Regions from separate parts of the Xenopus laevis genome. Here region 1 is linked to region 2. The links are chromatin contacts, called in public Hi-C maps. All regions are on one chromosome and are shown on one strand. Each heading gives the region's core, a stretch centred on a gene start, on an enhancer-like site or on the middle of the called end of the contact. The rest is flanking DNA. Distances are from core to core; before and after follow the strand shown. Region 1 has its middle 12 kb from the start of LOC108718845. Region 2 holds the start of pon2.L (paraoxonase 2 L homeolog).

Region 1 (5,661 bases), core at 810-3,309, 64 kb after region 2:
CTCTCTCCCACAGTCTGTCCGACTTTCTCCCAACCTTTCTGCTTTCAAAAAATCTCTGAAAACGCACTTCTTTCGAGAAGCCTTCCCTCACTCTGCTTAACTACCAAACGCAACACCACATACAATACCACATTTCTCACCCACTTAATTCGATCTTGCCCACTCCCACACCTTGTGTATTACTCCCTTCCCTTTAGACTGTATGCCTATGCATAGGGCCTTCCTCACCTTTTGTACCTGTATTTATTGTGATGTTTGTTACTCCATATACAGTGGTGTGAAAAACTATTTGCCCCCTTCCTGATTTCTTATTCTTTTGCATGTTTGTCACACTTAAATGTTTCTGATCATCAAACACATTTAACTATTAGTCAAAGATAACACAAGTAAACACAAAATGCAGTTTTTACAAAAATGAGGGTTTTTATTATTTATTATTTAGGGAGAAAAGAAATCCAAACCTGTGTGAAAAAGTAATTGCCCCCTGAACCTAATAACTGGTTGGGCCACCCTTAGCAGCAATAACTGCAATCAAGCGTTTGCGATAACTTGCAACGAGTCTTTTACAGCGCTCTGGAGGAATTTTGGCCCACTCATCTTTGCAGAATTGTTGTAATTCAGCTTTATTTGAGGGTTTTCTAGCATGAACCGCCTTTTTAAGGTCATGCCACAACATCTCAATAGGATTCAGGTCAGGACTTTGACTAGGCCACTCCAAAGTCTTCATTTTGTTTTTCTTCAGCCATTCAGAGGTGGATTTGCTGGTGTGTTTTGGGTCATTGTCCTGCTGCAGCACCCAAGATCGCTTCAGCTTGAGTTGACGAACAGATGGCCGGACATTCTCCTTCAGGATTTTTTGGTAGACAGTAGAATTCATGGTTCCATCTATCACAGCAAGTCTTCCAGGTCCTGAAGCAGCAAAACAACCCCAGACCATCACACTACCACCACCATATTTTACTGTTGGTATGATGTTCTTTTTCTGAAATGCTGTGTTACTTTTACGCCAGATGTAACGGGACGCGCACCTTCCAAAAAGTTCAACTTTTGTCTCGTCGGTCCACAAGGTATTTTCCCAAAAGTCTTGGCAATCATTGAGATGTTTTTTTAGCAAAATTGAGACGAGCCTTAATGTTCTTTTTGCTTAAAAGTGGTTTGCGCCTTGGAAATCTGCCATGCAGGCCGTTTTTGCCCAGTCTCTTTCTTATGGTAGAGTCGTGAACACTGACCTTAATTGAGGCAAGTGAGGCCTGCAGTTCTTTAGATGTTGTCCTGGGGTCTTTTGTGACCTCTCGGATGAGTTGTCTCTACGCTCTTGGGGTAATTTTGGTCGGCCGGCCACTCCTGGGAAGGTTCACCACTGTTCCATGTTTTTGCCATTTGTGGATAATGGCTCTCACTGTGGTTCGCTGGAGTCCCAAAGCTTTAGAAATGGCTTTATTACCTTTGAAATTGAACTCAGGTGTGATAAACCAGAGTTAAGTTATTTTTTAACAAGGGGGGCAATCACTTTTTCACACAGGCCCATGTAGATTTGGAGTTTTTTTTCTCCCTTAATAACGTAAACCTTCATTTAAAAACTGCATTTTGTGTTCAATTATGTTATCTTTGACTAATAGTTAACGGTTTTTGATGAGCAGAAACATTTAAGTGTGACAAACATGCAAAAGAATAAGAAATCAGGAAGGGGGCAAATAGTTTTTCACACCACTGTATTCTATATATGTAATTCATGTGATGTAGTTGTATAATCACATTTACTTTACAGTGCTACGTAATACGTTGGTGCTATATAAATACATGTTAATAATAAAAATAATAAAATATAATCCCTCTCATAGCATTCAGTATTACTGTGATAAGGGCAGACAAATATTATTCTACGAAAATGGAAAATAGTTCTGCCATTGTCAGATATTAAAACCCCCGTCAAGAAAAAAGAACGTTCTAAATAGAGAATATGTGTGTGTCTGAGTTGCTCTCTTATCCCCTTGGCAGGAAGTAGTTAGGTTAGCCGCACATTTTGGCTTCATGTTCCCCTCCCTACTGAGTAGGAACAGTATGTGAGACAAGGGGGAAGCTAAGTAGGTGAAAGTTCAGGCTGTTCCAGCTCAGTGTTTATTAGCAGTCATGTGAGTTCATTCTGCAAAGCCCCCTTCTGGATTGTTTTTGAAGTTCAGCAAGAAAACAGCTCAATAACATTCCACAGGCTCAATATAAACAGCACATGTGGAGTCTTTAACGCCCAGCCCCTTTCCTAAAGCTGCATTGTTTAACCACCAGCATGTACAGCTTCTGTACTTCCACAACACCGCATCATATAGGCGCCCGTTGTACTGCACTCACAAGCTGACCAGCAGTCAAAATATACACAATATACTTCTGGGTCTGTAAAGCCCGGCCATAAGGAAATCTAATAGAAATAAACAAGAATGAAACCCCCACAGCCCTTTTTAAAAATAGCTCCTCCCCCTCAATAGGGCCCTCTTCCTTCTTCCTACCCACATGTAATGCTCATCTTGCTTCTGCAGTGCTGCCAACACTGTCATGTAAGGGACAAGGGAGCATGAGATGTGGCTGGGCAGAGGGCTGTGTGCAGGCCTGGTGCCATTATTAAATAGGGCTGTGTGGTGTAGGTTTGTAGTCCTTTAGTATTGTGTGCTACTTCAGGTTTATATGGAGTGTACCTTGGACATGGAAAGATATTTGACAGCTCAGACTTACAAGACACTGGGTTCCAATGACGTTTCCTATCGATGACCCCAATACAGTATCAGATTGAGGTAACAGGGGCACATTTGTAAACCCAAGGCAAGAGCTGCCTTTGTAGAACCCCCTCCCCCCCACTGATTATTGCACCACTCTACCAAATCACCACCCCACTGCTGCCACTGATTATGACCTGCTGCACTCTGTGCTCCACCATTACTCGCAAATGTGCCCAGGCTGAAGGGACCCAACTAAGGTTGCCACCTCACCCCTTTAAAACCGAACACATACAAAATTCACAGCCTGCATGGCTTATTAGCAATTCATATAGATGTATGCTGCAGACTGAATGTATTATGTGCAGCCATGCATCTAAATTAATTGATATTTAGTCATGCAGGCTTTGGATTTGGTTTTAAAGGGGTGAGGTGGCAACCCTAGGCCCAACAGGTTTTGTCATGGTACCCCAGAGGGGTCTGGAAGTCAGCCCTGGTCTATGTTGCTGGCAATATTATGTGTGTGCCTTGGATTATGAGATCTGTGACAGAGAAAGGGCTAATTACCCCCATAAATCAAGCTGTACTGACTCACTTTCCACAAATACAGTCCTTTTTGTGTTTACTTGGAGTGTTTCAGGCCAGCCAGGAATCTAGTTTATTTAATCACTAAGTTAACCTGACATTGTGCTGATCTGACAAATGAAATGCACAAACAAATCAGCTGCTTGACTAATCAGAATAACATCTGTTCCTGCAATGTCCATGCTCTCATAACCGCCATGTTTTTCAATTAACCCCCCCTGATTCAAACACAAGCATGATGGGACTTTAGCCGTCAGACGACACCCATGGCTTTAGAATCCTCCTCAACAGCTTTTTTTGTAGCTTCCTTAATGACACTGAGTTCTACATTTCAATGTGATAGTGGAGCTATATCAACGCAATGGAACATTATACTGTTAAACTCATTTTATCCCAGATATTTTCTCTCCTTTTTGATTTAAAATGAAAACTTCCAAGATAACTATTCCTTAGGCTGCTTCCCCATCAAAGTGTGTCTGCTGGCCTGGCACCTGTTTTGGTATCACTTTAATTGTAAGGTGTATTGTAAGAAGGGTATGGTAAGGAGCAATTCAGGGGTGTGTGCCATCTTTCTTATGCCACTTTTGTGGCTTTTTGCTCCCAGTGGTAATCCACTGGGCACGGCCACTTTAGGCAAGATTCTTAACTTGCCTCATGGCAGCAGGGTATGGCATAAATGAGCCTTGTGAATTTGTATATGCTACCTTCTGTGGGTCTGCCATGGGAATTTTAGAAGTTTACTGTACCAGTGGTGTCCTTGCAATGCATTTATTAACCCCTGCCTTAATGTCAGCAGCAATGCTTGCTTCATATGGCATATTATTTTCATATGCCAAGCAAACAGAAAATATGATGGCTGAATAGCACATTTTAAAAAAAGTTTTTGGCATATAGCTTATTGGTATAGGCACAATATGCAGGAGCTTCTGCAGGAAAACACAGGCTTGCAATATCTAGTATAGGTTAATCTAAAAAAAAAAAAAAAAGTTGAACTGAAGAAGCTGCTCGGATCACTAGTGAAACGTCTTCATTGATTACTCAGCAAGTCCAGTTGTTTTTAGATTTACCTATACTAGAGATACCATGACCTGGATGAATGAAAATCTTCATAGTCACAGGCTTGCAATATAATAAAGATAATTAGAGAACTGCTATATGTGTTTTCATTATTTGCCACATAAATAAAACATTCCTCTGTGAAGAGACCCTTATGAAACCAATTCATGATCTGCCCCTGATATAACAGCACGTATGTGTGTTCTTATTTAAGCCTATAGATAAATTCCCCATACAACCTTGTGCCCCCTGTTATTGACATCAGCCTAGAAACAGCCTGGCGCCGCTTGTGGTGAGCAACTTTGGGTCCTCTGATGCTGAGTTCTGCACCAGGTGCCAGATTTCCATAGTAAACAGGTCTCTCCTTGTTCATTGTGCTTATGTGCCCTCAGTCCTTACACTCGACTGCAAGTGATGAGAATGAAGCTGATGTAAGGGACTTGTATATACTGGGATTCTAAAATTTCTCCTAGTTTACCAGTACAGTGAAAACAACAGGTGTTACTTGTTGCCAGCTAGCGAGATCCAGTGGCAGCTCATATATTCACATAGTGGGTATTGTGTTAGACACGGAAATTATGTTAAGAGAACATTGTGTTCTGAGGCAGAAGATTTGCTTCCTTAGGTACTTATGTCACTACTCACCACTTTTGTTGTTTGTTTCTTCTATTATTAGATTCTAGAATGCATGTATCATGCATATTGCACAATGACAAAGCACATTCACATGTAAAAAGATATTAAAGGGGACCTTAACCCCAAAACAATTTTTTGCATAATGAAATAAAATGCAGCTATTTAATATACATTTTTAAAAATATGTTCAATGCTTTTTGTAAATGTAACTACCATTGAAAGCAGCATTTTTTGTATGTCTCTCTGTTCCTTGCACTCACTTATATTTCTGACTCTTGAAACTATGTACCAGAAGCCAGTTCTTCTCTGTTACTCAGCTACACTGTTTTAGGAGTTAGGAGCAGCAGAGCAGAGAATTCAGCAGATACTGCTTTTAATAGCAATTACATTTACACATCCCTTTAAACATTGACTTTTTAAAATTAATGTAAAATTGGAAAGTTGCCTAATAATAATTTTTTTTTCCATTATGATAAAAAGAAATTGTAGGTGGATATCCCCTTTAATAAAATATATATCCCAGAAGTCACTTGATGGTCCCCATTTAATGATCTCCATTAAAGTAGGGAGACTGAACCAGAATATATTGTGCTTAATTTCATGCATAAAAGTATAATACCGTATATACTCGAGTATAAAACTAGGGGGGTTGTGGGTGCACACCTGAGGCCAATTTCAA
Region 2 (5,932 bases), core at 1,799-4,298:
GATTACTAGTCAGCAATGCTACCTAACCTAAAATGTCCCTCAAATCCCTGCAGAGTTCTGTCCCTACAATACAGAGCAGTATCAAGTAGATTACTAGCCAGCAAAGTTACTATCAACTGTCCCTCAAATCACTAAACAGCTCTCTCCCTACACTAGCTCTTCCAAGCACACACAGGCAGAATGAAAAAACGCTGCAGGGCTTCAGTTTATATATGGAAGGGGAGTGGTCCAGGGGGTGTGGGGGTGGTCCAGGAGGGAGAGCTTCCTGATTGGCTGCCATGTATCTGCTGGTCTGGGGTGAGAGGGCAAAAATAAGCGCCAGCTAAGGCGAACCCAAATTGGCAACGTCGCGCGACGTTCGCAAACGGCCGATGTTCGCGCGAATTAGTTCGCGGGCGAACAGTCCGCGACATCCCTACTCCTGTCCCTCACCCAAAAGAACAATAATGTAGTCAGCGCTGTATTCTAGTGCTGAGCTGCTGGTCTCAGCCAATACCATTCAACTGTATACAATATCTGATTAAAAATCAGAATGACTGTCATGAGATGACAATAGCACCTTCCATAGTGAGAGTCTATTGATCTGCACTGTGTGGGTCATGGAAAGACTGTAATTCTATCTTTATGCCAGAACTAGAGTTGCTAATTTGTCCCAAAACACACCAGCAAGAACAGAAAAGGAGATGGGCATGGCTGTGACCCATCAACCAATAGGATACTTGTATTTAAACAGGTGTCCAGTAAATTCTACCTGCTGATTGGTTGTTATGGGCTACTGCCCTTCGGCAAACTTAGTGCCTTTTATTACATAACCCCAAAAGTGTTTTCTAAAACACTTTTTTTTAAAGATAAAAAAACTGAGCTGCACAAAGTAACTTTTTTCTGGAAATCAATCCTGCCATTTGTTTAGAGCAGGGTTCCCCAACTTTTTTTGGCCTGGGGACCAAAGATCCAAATTTTTGTTGCAAGGACTGGGGGGAGTCGGGAGGGGTTGGTGAGGGGGTCGGCTTTCAATTCGGCACGCTGGCGGCCAATTTGGGCAAGCCGGCGTCCATTTCGGCGTGCCACGTTAATTGATCGGCGGCCCACTTCAGGACTGAACGAATAATTCCACCGGCACACAGGTCTTTAGTTGCAAGCAGGGATAACCCTTGCTAAATTTTTATTTGCGTGATGCAACGTTTCGGGGTGATCCCCTTTGTCAAGCATGAATAAAAATTTAATGTAATAAAAATTTAGCAAGGGTTATCCCTGCTTGCAACTAAAGACCTGTGTGCCGGTGGAATTATTCGTTCTGGAATTTTGTGGGTTTCCGAAGCCCTCTCGGCCGGGCACTGGGCAATACACGATTTGGAGAGCCAGGGTGTGCAAGCTGGTAACTATATTTGTGTCTATAACCACTTCAGGACTGTCCACGCCGCGGCCCGGCGGTTGGGGGCCGCTGGTTTAGAGGAGTCAGTTTTAACATAAAAAGCCTCTGGCTACTGAACTGAACTACAAAGACTCACAGAAAATCAAGTGCATCTTGCATTAAAAACTGGAAGAGCTATACAGCCAGAGAACCTAGATGCAAGCAGGTGGCCCATGCAGTTGAAAGAGGAACACATCCCTTGATTAGTGTCAAGTGCAATGTTTTGTGGACAAGCCCCTTTATCCCCAAAATGTTGCACTTGTTAAGGTTTCACTCTGCTGGCAGTTGCCTTGTGTGCTGGTGATTTTTTTTGTTGGAGAGCCATTCCTATGCTAGTTTGGAAAGAAAAGGGTGTGCTAGTATTTTTTTTGTGTTGAAAACAGAATTAATAAATTCAAGCAAGAGTGTGAAGCCAACTGTGCTATGCCATCTTTGCTTTAACATATGCTCCTAGCCATGGGTGCCTTTTTTTATGTGTGTACAATGTGGGTGTGAGCCTTGACCACACTGAGAAGGAAGAATTTTCATGGACGACAAGTAGCAGCCCAAAAGGAATTTGGGGGGAGTTCAGAAAGGCACAGCTAGAACTATCTTTGTTCCTCTCTGATTTATCAGATATCAAGCAAGTTATTGTGACCCCCACACTGAGAAAATACCAAGAAGATGATATAATCTGACAGCTGGCAAAAATAACAGGTTTCCACTAAAGCGAGAGAAAACGGTGTATGATAAAACAGAGTTATACTGGGACTTTACATTTAAATGGATATGATAAATACATTGCCTTGTTTCTAGGGCCCAGTTCTCTGTACAAAGTCGATCCAAGCATAATTCCCATGAGGACTTCGTTCCATTCTAATCTGTTAAGTGGGGGGCGAAATTCCATGGGACACGGAAATCCTGTTTGTTGGTGTAACTGCTTCCCCCGCCTCTATTCCATTTCTGGGATCCAGTACTGTTTGCTAAGCCACAATGGGAATCTTGCCCATATACTGCCTTTTGGCCGGCAACCATCTGTACTGGACTGATCTTTCCCTCACATTCCTTTCCACCATGAGATTTACACATTAATTACAAATAACACTGCCAGCTCCCAGCCCTCAGTAGCCATTGTTATACTTCCCATGCCCAGCAGCCCCGGCTAGTAAAGACAAAACTAGTTGCACTAGGGTGTAAGAGGGACCCTGCCTGGGGAATGTTGCTGGTGCTGCTTTATTTGCTCATAGTCAATGCTTCTTCCTATAGACAGTTAATGCCTGACCTGTCACTGCTCTGTAATCCTGAACTACAACACTCATAAAGCCAGTTCCCTACAACTGATTTGGCTGTGAGTTGCAGTTCATAATAAGCAGTTGCAGAGGACAGCTCCTGCCTGACCCAGAACACAATCTTTTTACTAACACAACGTTCCTGACTCCAAAGGTTAGCGATAATAAATAGCAGGGGCGCAGTTATGAGCATCACATACAGCAGGGGAAGTGCAAGAACCTGCTGCCATACAGTTTGTAAGTTAAGTGCCAAAGAGAAAACCTACCAAAACTGCACGATCCTCTCCCCTATAAAGGCCAGCAGGATGCCAATGAGCGTGACTTTGAGCAGTTTCCCCATGGTTACAGCGCACTGACTGCACCGACGCACAATCAGCCTGGAGACACTTTACTCAGTCCGAGCAGCTGAACTTGGGCAGCAGGGAATGGGGGCGGGGCTCTTGTTGGCTGCGAGTGGGAGGGACTGGGACAGTAATGGGCTGCCTCAGGCTCAAAGGAGAGAGTAAGAAAACAGACATTTATAGTGATGTTTTGGACGGCACAGAACGTTCTTGTGTTTCAAGATTGCATTTTGTTGGCGTGCGGGTATGGGATCTATAATCCAGAAACCTGTTATCCAGAAAGAGCTGAAATTCTGTACAGGGCTGGGGAAGATTCAGCTGGTGACTAGGATGGTAAAATACTGGCTACATGTATAACACACAGCATACCCCCAATGAGAGTTGCCTAATCTGTCCTTTAAAATGAGATGATTGAAATCCACACCCCACCTGCCTAATCACTGATTCATTTGGATGCATGCTGCAGACTGAATTGAATTCCATGCAGAATGCATCTAATTTTCTAATTAATTCCGATACTGGCAGCTGCGGAAATGATACGGTTTTATTTATTATTTATAACCTGTCCTGTGGTCTAGGAAATGTCAAACTGCAATTACAGTGTCTGCTCGGCACCATGTCCATTTCAGGGCTCTTACACATTGGCGGTTATCCTGCGCAGGAGTAGACGCACTCAATTATTGTGAAGGGGGCTGTACTCAAACGCTTGTAAGCGCCAAACACAGATGGGACGCAGCATGTTGCATTTCACCTGCGATCAGCACATACATGTGCTCAGGCCAGGATTTGTGGAAAGGCCACCTGGGCCTAGGGCAGCAGGAATTTAGGGGGGGCAGCATGCTGCCCAACCACACCCACATTGGTTCATAAACACTGGGGATGCGCTGGAGATACAATATTTTTTTAAATTTTCCGTGCGCCAATCCCCATTGTTCCTGTCCCCCTGGAGTGAACAGGGGTGACGAACGGTAGTGGGCCTAGGGGCGCCCACTATGTAAATCTGGACCTGCATGCGTCCCGTGTGAGTACAGCCCCCTTGACAATAATTTAGTACGTCTACTCCTGCGCTCCCCTGTGGCTGAACAGAAGAAACCGCAACGCAGGGGAGCGCAGGAAAAAACGCCTGTGTGTAAGAGCCCTAAAGGAGAATGAAAGTAAAATCCAACTGCTCGTTGGTTAATGAATAAGCTTCATAGATGTATGGTGCAAGCGAATAGGGTTTTTAAAATACAAGGAAGCCCCAAATCTTGGGGCTGGTAATTAACATATTGGCACGCAGCAGGGGCTTAACTATAGAGGAAGCAGACCCTGCGACTGTAGGGGGGCCCAGGAGGTCTAGAAGCTCCATGAGACCCTAATTCATATACAGTTTCAATAAATATTGGTAAAACAGGTCAACCTCTAAAAATTTTGGAGGCCTGAAAAATAATTTGCTGTGGGGCCCAGTAATATCTAGTTACGCCGTAGTCTAGTGAAAAGTGATGTTTTTTCCCCAGGCCAGTGCCCATTTGAGGAAAAATGCACCTGCTGCCGTTTTAATTACATTTCCCATGCATCCCTAGCACAGACTTAGATTTGTGCATGTTCAGTAAAGTAAAATCTGAAAATCTGAGTCAAAAAGTCTAAAGAGAGACCCCTGGTAAAGGGAAGTATGATCATGCTTGTTTTATTTCATGGCTGCACGTAAATCAGCACACGTCTAAATGAATTTCTTACCAGCCATGCAGTATATGGATTCTATATGTGGCTGCTAGTGTTGGACTGGGATGCCAGGTGCCCACCAGAAAACCTTAGACTGTGGGCCCACTCTCCAAACTGTTTCTCCTTTTCCGCTACTTGCTCAACCTCTTTATTCTCTATTATGTGATCTATTTAGCCTGTACCTGTGCTGCAGCCAGTCATAAACATTGCCCCCAAATCTGCTACCTTTATTAATACTGTGTACTGCAGGCCCTACGGCCCCCCCCATCTGTACCACTACCTGTGCCAGCAGCCAACAATGAGCCCAGGCTCAGCCATATTTATTAAAATGGTCACTGTGTACTGTAGCAGGCCCCAAGCCGCCCCCTCACCTGTACCTGTGTGCCCAACCCAGTTCGAAGTTTCTTTTTTGGTCGAATACGTCCGTATTCAGCTGAATTTGGTCGTACTTCGAATGGTTGAAGTCAAATTTTTAAAGTGACAGTACATGATGAATTTCAATATTCGAATTTTCTAATTTTTTTCAAATTCAAATCGAATTTGGACTATTCCCTAGTCGAAGAACACAAAAAATAGCCCAAAATTTGGATTTGTTTCATTCGAAAATTCACCATGATCTTTGATAAATCTACCCCGTACTGTCTCTTTAAAAATTCAACGTCGACCATTTGCCATCTAAAACCTGCCGACTTGATGTTTTAGCCTATGGGGGACCTCCTAGAACCCATTTGGAGTCAATTGGTGGACTTTTGGGAAAAACTTTGATCGAATGCGATATTCCTTTGATTGTACGACCTATTCAATCGAAAATGGACCTATTCGAATAAAAAAAACGTTGATTCGAAATTCGACCCTTGATAAATATGCCCCCATGTGTTTACATCTGACAGACAGTCACTGTATTGCAATGAGAAAGAAAATATTTCCAACACATTAGACTTGTAGGATATGATCTGATAATCAAACACCATTCTACAGACTTTCCAGTGGAGGTTAGCCATTTAGCAGTCAGCAGTCAGCTTTTGCATTTCATAAATGAATCAGCACCAAAACCAACATATTTAAAACCCTCTAATAACACAAGGAAGGTAAACACTACACACCCATGAAATGTTTGAACTAAACTTAAATGATCGCTTCACATTTAAAAAAGAGAGATACAGGGTGTTCTCATATCTACACGTACCTCCCCATGATTGGTGAATAGACTC

What was found. Hi-C and Micro-C count contacts between places; a contact is called where the count stands out from the background.
Region 1: a contact with region 2 is called in a Hi-C map of the XL177 cell line, with 5 times the contacts expected there. The contact joins the enhancer-like site here to the promoter of pon2.L in region 2. A contact is called at or near these places in 2 of 4 Hi-C or Micro-C datasets (the XL177 cell line and the XTC cell line).

What each region holds. Positions count from the first base shown.
Region 1 is chr6L:33,185,057-33,190,717 of Xenopus_laevis_v10.1, forward strand. No RefSeq gene overlaps it. Among protein-coding and RNA genes, the nearest start is that of LOC108718845, 12 kb to the right of the region's middle. Within about 2 kb of position 2,060, at least 3 of the 7 cell types and tissues checked have an H3K27ac peak or open chromatin away from gene starts, as enhancers often do.
Region 2 is chr6L:33,119,684-33,125,615 of Xenopus_laevis_v10.1, forward strand. It overlaps pon2.L (paraoxonase 2 L homeolog), which reads right to left and starts at 3,049. Exons shown (of 9, transcript NM_001087180.1): 1 at 2,946-3,049. The coding sequence starts at 3,019.